Regions from separate parts of the Macaca mulatta genome. Here region 1 is linked to region 2. Evidence: chromatin contacts called from public Hi-C data. All regions are on one chromosome and are shown on one strand. Each heading gives the region's core, a stretch centred on a gene start, on an enhancer-like site or on the middle of the called end of the contact. The rest is flanking DNA. Distances are from core to core; before and after follow the strand shown. Region 1 holds the start of CDC37L1 (cell division cycle 37 like 1, HSP90 cochaperone). Region 2 holds the start of AK3 (adenylate kinase 3).

Region 1 (4,432 bases), core at 852-3,351, 63 kb after region 2:
CTGCCTCAGCCTCCTGAGTAGCCAGGATCACACACACCCACCACCACACCCAGCTGATTCTGTATGCACCACCACGCCCGGTTAATTTTGTATTTTTAGTGGAGACGGGGTTTCTCCATGTTGTTCAGGCTGGTCTCGAATTCCCGACTTCAGGTGATCCACCTGCCTCAGCCTCCCAAAGCGTGGGATTATAGGCGTAAGCCACTGCACCCGACCCACTTTGCAAATTTTAATACCATTTAAAGGTAGTTTCAGACAAAGTTTTACAGTACTTCACAGGGTGGGCAGTGCAGTAGGTGGGAAAATATACTGGACTAGGAGTCATAAGTGGGTTCTAGTTTTAACCTGGCCACTAACTAGTTACACGGTCTCAGGGAAATCACTTTTAATGAGAGAGATAAGCTTACTCACTTCTAAAAATCTTTCAGTTAAACAAATTTATAAGTGCACAAGTAAGAAATTAACATACAGATATTTCTCTAGATTACTTCTGTAATTCAACCACAATGCACTGTAATTCTTGACACCCTTTTTCCTCTTCATATGCCTTCCAAATTGACAATGGCACCTGCTGTTCACTCTTTTTTTCCTCCCTAACACATCATATGCTTATAATACATTTTGTATATAAAGATGACACTGGTGATCCAAAATTAGTGGGTGACTAATGATGGACCCATCAACTCTCATTCTATCCTCCTAAAAAATGTCTTATAGTTCCCCAGTGACTAGCTGGCCAAAGTACAGACAGTGGTTATGAAACAGCATTTTTCTCTGTGTGAAGCCAACTAACTCTGTTAGCTGGGCATAAGACTGATAATCTCACGCTTACTGGCAAACAATTTAACTCATCCTCATTAACATCTAGCAAAATAAGTTGAGAGGAAAACTACTATTAAATCTGTTACACTCTTGGGAACCCCATTTTGCAAGGAGGCGACAGACACCTATGATCCATTGAATATATTAGTGTTTAGACTGTGATCCTGAAATATACTTCCAAAACACACAGGGATTCGGAGGAGAAAAAAAACAGGAAAAGGTGATGCGAGTATGTAAGTATCCCCTAAGATAGGTCCCTGAAAAATCCTTAGTAGTATATCACATTTGGATACGTTTCAATGGCAGGAAGGCAGGAAAGCTGGATTGAAAACACAAGTAAATACCAGGAACCTAAGAGAAGTCTGAAGGAAAAGGCAAGTATATGCGTATATATTTTCACTGGAGAATGACGTGAAGCAAAACTAAACAGTAAGGCAAAGATGGTCACGCGAATGGGAGAGGTGTACGCCAGCGTCAAAAGCGAGGTTTGAAGAATTTACTCAGTTGTCAACATGGGTTGAAATCGCATGTGAAATCTTTGTGAGGACTCGGTGTGACGTTGAACTACAATCATTCACTGTTCCTATCAACTGTGCACAAGTATGCTAGAGCCTTTAACAGAATAAAGTGCTCCGGGAAAACCTCTCACAAGAGGACAAAGGGTCAATGTTACACCATGAGCCGCCCCAAATCTGGGTGCTGTCAGGAAGGGGAGATGGAGGAACGTCTTCCAAGGGTGAACAGCAATCAGCCAAGGTGAAAGAAAAGGTGTGCGTGGAGGTGGAGGTTGGTAATACATGGCCACCCCGTCTCCATCCGAAAATGCTATAAAAGGGGTGGGATGGTATCAGGCATCAGATCCCCGGGCCCCGGCAGTGAGGTGGGCGCAGAAAAAGGCTTAGAAGAGGGTCTGGGAGACGCGGCATTCCAGGGGTTTGGGGACAGCACCACTCCATCCCTCGGCAGAACGCAGGCCCCCTCTCACCTGGGCGCCGCCGCCCGGCAGCTGCGGGCAGCGGGGAGAACTGGGGAACACGTCCAAGTCACTCTCTTCCTCAGCCTCACCCTCGGCCCGAGGGAGGCTCCAGGGTCCCGGAGGCGGCCACGGTTGCTCCATGTCCGGCTGCTCCGGGTCCTACAACCGCCCCCGGCCCTACAACTGCCACTGCCAACAGACTTGGCGTGAGTGGAACCTGCTGCGCCGAGCCAGAAGCCCAGCCGGGGGCCAGGGCCGTTACCCAGAATCCCTCTACTGGCCGCGATGCCGCTGCACACCCCGCGATAGCCTGGGCCTCGCCACCGGCGGACGGCGGAAGAAATAGTCGGCACGGTGCGTCACTTCCGGTTGGGGCGGGGCTGTGAAGGCGCGTCCCGGGCTCTTTGCGTGTAGGGGGTGGATCTACAATTGTATTCCTGTTTTAAGCACCATTCTCTTTGAGCTTTTCGGCACTGCAAACTTAACGGCTAATGGCGCTGTGGGTGGAGAAATGTTTGTTAGGTAGCGTTAGGTATTGCTATCTGGTGTTCCCTATACCGAAAACGGCGGGTCCTGGCCGCCTGGAGGTACGCAGCCCAGGTGTCCACTTTGCATGTTCCTTGGAAATTGCAACTCGTTCCTTTACGTTGACATTTAAACCAGTGATTCTAAGGCAGAGTTGGGGCGGAGGGAGGAGAATTTTGAGCAAGCGGAGCCAGTTTTCCTCTCATTTCTAATTACAGGCAACAACAGAATTCTGTGGTTGGTTGGTTGGAGGAGTACACCAAAAATAAAGTACCAGAGCGAGCACGGCTTCAAAAAAATTAGGATCAGTACCGCTAGTAGCGAACGTATAAGAAGGGCTTCCTGTATTCCTACGTATCTTGTTTAAGCCTAAAGATGTGTGCCCTCTTTATCCCCTTTTTTGGAGACGAGGCAATAGACCTAACAAGCCTGAGACCACACATTTTACAAGGAAGAGGTAGCATCCAGCCCCAGGGAGTTTAACTTCAGAACTTGCACGTTTAACAATCAGGTCTTGCTGCCCTACTCATAAAGAGACCCAAATAAAAACAACATGACGCCATTTTTTTCCATGTATTTAGATTGGCAAACTTATGAAGTCGCTTAATACCAAATGTGTACCAAGACGTAAGCAAATGATGTAAGAATGTCATTAGTGTAACCTTTTAGGAGGAGTAATTTGACAATATGAGAGGCTTGAGCGGATTGATTCAGCAATTTCACCACTAAGGAAGTATGCAACAATTATTTTTGCGCCAATATCCAAGGATTTATCTACAAAGATTTTTGGCAGCAATTTTTGTGTGTGTGTGGCAAGAAAAAAAAAAAGTATTCTGATTGTCCATCTATAGAGGAACTTAAATTACGGAATATTAATACAATGGGATATTACCCGTTTTTAAAAAAGTAAATTGTATCTAAATATGCTGATACATAAATACCTCCAAAAGGTATTGAGTTTTAAAGCAACTTGCAGAATTAAACATATGTGTACGTATACAGAGAGAGGGCAAGAGAGAGAGATGGTATTTGCGTGCATGTGGGGGTGTGTGCAGAACATTCCTGGAGGATATACAAGAAACTGTTAATGATTACCTCGGGTGGGTGAGCCTAGGAAGAAAAGCTGCTGAGGACCTTTACTTTCCACATTTAGCTTCCCTGTACTGTGCTGTTTGAAATTTTTCCAATGAATGTACATTAGTAATTATAACAGTACAAGATTACTATAAAATTAATTACAAATAAAAGCTGAGAATCACTTTTGCACCTAAACCTTTTGAATTTAGGGGTGAAAGTAACAGGAGAGACTGGAAAGGGAAGAATAAAAGAAAAACATTTTTCTCTTTGCTTCCATGAAGCCACCAAGTGCTTTGAATATGCCTGGCATAAAGTAAGCCCTGTATAAACGCTAATGCTGTTGGTTTTTCTCCTACCTCTTTTACTACTTCTCCTCAGTCTTCTTCCCTTCTAGCTGACCTCTAACTTTAGAGTTCCTCATATTTTGGCCAGTGAGGAGAATTCTGTGGCTTTACATAACATCTGTGTATCTATAATTCTCAAATTGAAATCCAAGTCCTGACCTTACCCCTGTGCTCCAGACTCATGTCTACCCGCTGATTTGTCATCTCTTTTTGAATGGTTCATACACATCTTAAATTTAACACATCCAAACCCTTGATCTCACTCCCTTCCCCAAACTTCTGTCTTTTCTGTGTCAATCAATGGCATCACCATCCAGTCCAAAACCTAGAGTTCAGCCTTAGTTCCTCCCTCTCCTTTACGTCTCACACCAACAGCAAGTCCTGCTGTTTTTACCCCCAAATACGTCTTGAATTTATGTTCTCTCCTGCTTTACTGCGTACTCCCTAGGCCAGAACACTATGATTGCTTCTCAGAACTACTGCAGTAGTCTTCCATGCTTCTGTTCCATTCTTGCTCCTTACAATCTCTTTATACTCGTCCCAGAGAGATATTTAAAAAAATATATATTGTGTCTCACCCCTACTATATCAATTATATGCTTTCAATGCAAATAACTGAAACCCCAGCTAAAAGAAACCTAAACTATAAGGACATTTATTGGCTATTTAACAAAAACAATGATGCCAG
Region 2 (4,731 bases), core at 2,137-4,636:
GGTCATGGTCTGAGGTACTGGAGGTTAGGACTTCAATATATCTCCTGGGGAAATACAATTCAACCCATGACACATGCCTATCATTTCCCCCTCAGTTGTACATTCTAGAGCCCTTAAACATTTCAGTCTTCAATGTGACAAAGGCTGGGCATGGTGGCTCATACCTGTAATCCCAGCACTTTGGGAGGCCAAAGCAGGAGGATCATTTGAGGTCAGGAGTTTGAGACCAGTCTGGCCAAATTGGCGAAACCTCTACTAAAAATACGAAAATTAGCTGGGCATGATGGTTCAGGCCTGTAGTCCCAGTTACTTGGGAGGCTGAAGCAGGACAATCCCTTGAATCCAGGAGGCAGAGGTTGCAGTGAGCCAAGATTGCGCCACTGCACCAGCCTGGGTGACAGAGAGAGACTCCAGCTCAAAAACAAACAAACAAAAGTGACAAAACAGTAATTCTTAGTATTTAATCAACAAAGACCTATTGAGTGCCTACTATGTGCAAAGCACTCATCTGGGCTTTATTTGCTTCAAACTAATCTGTATAAACACTTGATCATTAAATTAGAATTTGAATGAATTTGACCTCAGTGTTTTTCCGTTGGAACAAGGTAGGCAGTGAGGAACAGATCCATACAAATGCCTGTGAATGGTGAAATGACTATGCCAGGCACAGTTGCCAGGAGATTTCACAGACTGGCAGTTACTCATTTGTAATCAACAACCTTTCGCAAAGCTAAAGTTGATGGGTGTTTTGTGGGCCTGTTAATATGACCACGACACTCAGCTTTTCGCCCCTGCGATGAGAGGATGATTCCTCAGCTATTTTTGTTTGAACACTTTTTTTTCTAAACCAAATTTCCCCAGGATTTTCTTTCTGGTTTCTTTTGGAGCCAGAACCTCCTATGTTTCCAGCTTTGAGATTAGAAGTACTTTCTCCACACCTTCAGATTTTCTAGTATTGCATAAGTTGTACTTGTCCAGACTCGTTCATTCTTTAGTTAGTTGTTTTTCTCATCCTTTCATTTGTGGTGTTTACTTCATCCCTTCCTCTGCTTTCCATGGGTTATTTTGATGTCCTTTTCCCAATTACATTAATTCAATGTTTAATTCATTTATTTTCATTATTTCTTGCTTAGTAATGAGTATGTATGAGCTCGGCTGGGCACAGTGGGGTGGCTCAAGCCTGTAATCCCAGCACTTGGAGAGGTTAAGGCGGGCAGATCATTTGAGGTCAGGAGTTTGAGATCAGCCTGGCCAACATGATGAAACCCCATCTCTACTAAAAATACAAAAATTAGCTGGGTGTGGTGGCGGGTGCCTGTAATCCCAGCTACTTGGGAAGCTGAGGCATGAGAATCACTTGAACCTGGGAAGTAGAGGTTGCAGTGAGCTGAGATCGCTTCACAGCACTCCAGCCTGGGCGACAAAACAAGACCCTGTCTCAAACAAACAACAAACAAAACAAGGAAGGGCGCAGTGGCTCACACCTGTAATCCCAGCACTTTGGAAGGCCAAGGCGGGTGGATCACCTCAGGTCAGGAGTTTCAGACCAGCCTGACTAACGTGAAGAAATCCCGTCTCTACTAAAAATATAAAATTAACCAGGTGCGGTGGCACGTGCCTGTAATCCCAGCTACTTGGGAGGTTGAGGCAGGAGAATCACTTGAACTCGGGAGGTGGAGGTTGCGGTGAGCCGATTGCACTCTAGCCTGGGCAACAAGAGCAAAACTCTGTCTCAAAGAAAAAAAAATGTAGAAGGTATGTATTTTCTTTCTTTTTTCTCCATATCAGAAAGTAAAGGCTAATGTCTTTTCTAAGTACCAGGCTGTCTATCTATTGAAATCCCCCATCCATTCACTCAGCTAAGATTCACTCACTGTCTCGCCCTGACGTCATTTCTATCTTCTTTGAAATCAGTTCTGGACCTCTGAGGAGAATGGTAACTGTGTTTATTTTCATAGAGCCTTCTTTCTGCCTTCACATAGTGTCACAGCACAAAGCAATGATAATAAATGGACAACCATTATTGAACATTGACCCTGTAGCTGGCATTGCACTAAGTACTACATTAACTCCTCCATTCTAATCCTCTATGCCCAGTTTGCAGACAAAATGATACTCACTCGAATGTTTGTCCTCTGTTTCCATTCTTGAAACACGCCAAACCTCCAGTTTAGGGCCTTCCCCTAAAACTGGACATAGGAAGGGCCTATGTCTTTCTCTTCCACATTCTAATTAAGTACTCAGCACAAATGCCATCTCTTCAAAGCTTTTCCGACCGCCTATCTACAACAGCCTGCCTCCACAGTTTCACATACTCTTTTATGTTACTTATAAAAGAATCTCACTCAATGAAACTCGGATTTCCTCTCCTGTAAAATGAGGTAGGCCCTCTCGGCTCAAGGTCACTCCCTCTGGTTCTACACAGACGAGTGGGAAGAGAGGGCCCTTGGCAGCAGAGGAAGAGGAGGAAGGAGGGAAGGGAAGAGGAGGAAGGAGGGAAGGGAAGAGGAGGAAGGAGGGAAGGGAAGAGGAGGAAGGAGGGAAGGGAAGAGGAGGAAGGAGGGAAGGGAAGAGGAGGAAGGAGGGAAGGGAAGAGGAGGAAGGAGGGAAGGGAAGAGGAGGAAGGAGGGAAGGGAAGAGGAGGAAGGAGGGAGGGACAAAAGCGGGGGTGGGTGCAGAAGCGGGGGGTCTGGCGGTCCAAGGGAGTAGAGGGGAGGGGGGACTCGAGTGGGCGCCAGGTGGAGCGGGGACAAGGGTTGTCAAGGGAGCACGGCAGGGGGCGCGGTGTGTCCCGCAGGGACTGGGTAGGGCAGCGCCTGCTATGGACTAGGGGCCCAGACTACAAAAGGGTTGTTGGAGGGATGGGTGCGGGTGGATTCCGAAACCAAGAGGCTCCGAAGGGCGACTAGAGGTGGCGGGGGCGGGGGGCGCGCAGGAGTTGCCAAGGTCGGACAGAGGGGAGCTCGGTCTATCCGGCTGGGACTCGGCCAGACACGGCGCGGGGTTCGGGAGTCGCGGAGAGGCGCGGAGGTAGATCTGAGCTGAGTGGAGGGCGCGTGGGGGTTGGTGCAGAGGGGCGCCGAAGGGACTGGGCCCAGCGGCCGGTGGAGAGGGGCCGCGGAGAGGCGCAGGTGGCAGCTGGGCGGCAGAGCGAGCGCAGAGGCGGCGCGGTTTGCGCGGCTGGGCGGGGCCAGGCGCCGGGGACTGAGTGCGCCGGGGTCGCCGAGAGGCGGGAGCAGCCGCGGGGTCGGTCGCTGTCTGGGCTGCCCCAGTGGCTGTCGGCGCACTTCCGGGAACGCCTGGGAACCTCAGTAACCGCCTGATAGCGGCGCTGCCAGCTGGCCGGCGCGGGCTGCGAAGCGGGTGAGAGCGCAGGCCAGGCCAAAGCCCTGGTAGCCGCGCGGCGCGGGCCTGGGTCTGCGGCCATGGGGGCGTCCGCGCGGCTGCTGCGAGCGGTGATCATGGGGGCCCCGGGCTCGGGCAAGGGCACCGTGTCGTCGCGCATCACCACACACTTCCAGCTGAAGCACCTCTCCAGCGGGGACCTGCTCCGGGACAACATGCTGCGGGGCACAGGTGGGAGCTCTGGGCCCAGGGCCGGCCGTGCGCTGTCACCCGGGTCGGACTTTGCGTGCGAGGTGGCCGAAGCTGGGCACGCGGGTCCCAGGCTGCGGGCGCGGCATTTCCCTCCCGTCGCCCGGGACAGAGACCTCGGGCTGCTGAGCGACTGCGCCCCGAAACCTCCGGCCTCCGTGGGCCGCTTCGGGCGGGTTATGGGAGAGTGGGGCTGGGGAAGGTACTGGAAAGTTAGGTCAAGCTCGAAGTTCAGAGATGAAAGGAAACCACCGGGCTTTGTTTCAGAGGCACTAGTCTTCCCAGTGGCAGCCACTCTTGGGGGTCCATCGAGCTGAGCTGCAGCTTATTCAACGTGCTGGTGCATTTAGAAGACTGGCATTAGCCCTGCTAGAGTTTGCTTGTTTTGTTCTCTTCTCTTCTTTTCTCCTCTCTTTCTTGTTTTCCTTTTTTTTTTTTTTTTTTTTGGTGTGGTTAAGCTCTATGGGATCTTGTAGTTCTGACCTTTCCCCCATATTCCGAAGGCCAAGTATTATTTACCCTTGTTGCAGTCATAAAATTATCTCAAATTTTGATATCCCTAGATTTCGTAGACACGGAGGCTATTCTTACGCGTGGTTACATAAAATATTTTGTTTCTCATGCCAAATGAATTCTTACAGCTCAGCACGAAAGCCAGTTAACAATCTACACTATACAATGGGTGAATTTGTGGTATGCAAATTCTCTCTTAAGAAGGTTGTTTTTGAAAAGCCAATAGCGGGAGTTTTTTTCTCAAAAAATGTTGACCTTTTCAAAATAGAACCTGTTTTGAAACTCATTTTGAAACCCATTTACTATATAGAAATAATGCCTACACAAGGCCTTTTTCTTTCTTTTCTTTTCTTTCTTTCTTTTTTTTTTTTTTTTGTAAGGATAAGAAACAGGATAGACGTGTATAGCATAAAAAACAACGCCGTCCTTCGTTCCCTACCTCAGTCCCATTCTTCGGGGGGGGGAACAGAGTTTCCTTCTAGAAAGGTTTACTTTGTAAGCACAGATACGTGTATCACTTATTTTCTTTTTCTTTTTTTGGTTTGTTTGTTTTTTGAGACGGAGTCTTGCTCTGTCGCCCAGGCTGGAGTGCAGTGGCGTGCTCTCGGCTCACTGCAACCTCTG

What was found. A called contact is a pair of places that touch in the nucleus more often than the background predicts.
Region 1: a Hi-C map of liver shows a contact between it and region 2, with 4 times the contacts expected there. The contact joins the promoter of CDC37L1 here to the promoter of AK3 in region 2. A contact is called at or near these places in 5 of 14 Hi-C or Micro-C datasets (CD4 T cells, cortical neurons, fetal cortex germinal zone and 1 more).

What each region holds. Positions count from the first base shown.
Region 1 is chr15:94,735,548-94,739,979 of T2T-MMU8v2.0, forward strand. It overlaps CDC37L1 (cell division cycle 37 like 1, HSP90 cochaperone), which reads right to left and starts at 2,102. Exons shown (of 7, transcript NM_001257827.1): 1 at 1,808-2,102. The coding sequence starts at 1,939. It overlaps LOC144334706 (a long non-coding RNA gene), which reads left to right and starts at 2,183. Exons shown (of 2, transcript XR_013404856.1): 1 at 2,183-2,385.
Region 2 is chr15:94,671,672-94,676,402 of T2T-MMU8v2.0, forward strand. It overlaps AK3 (adenylate kinase 3), which reads left to right and starts at 3,387. Exons shown (of 5, transcript NM_001266135.1): 1 at 3,387-3,576. The coding sequence starts at 3,426.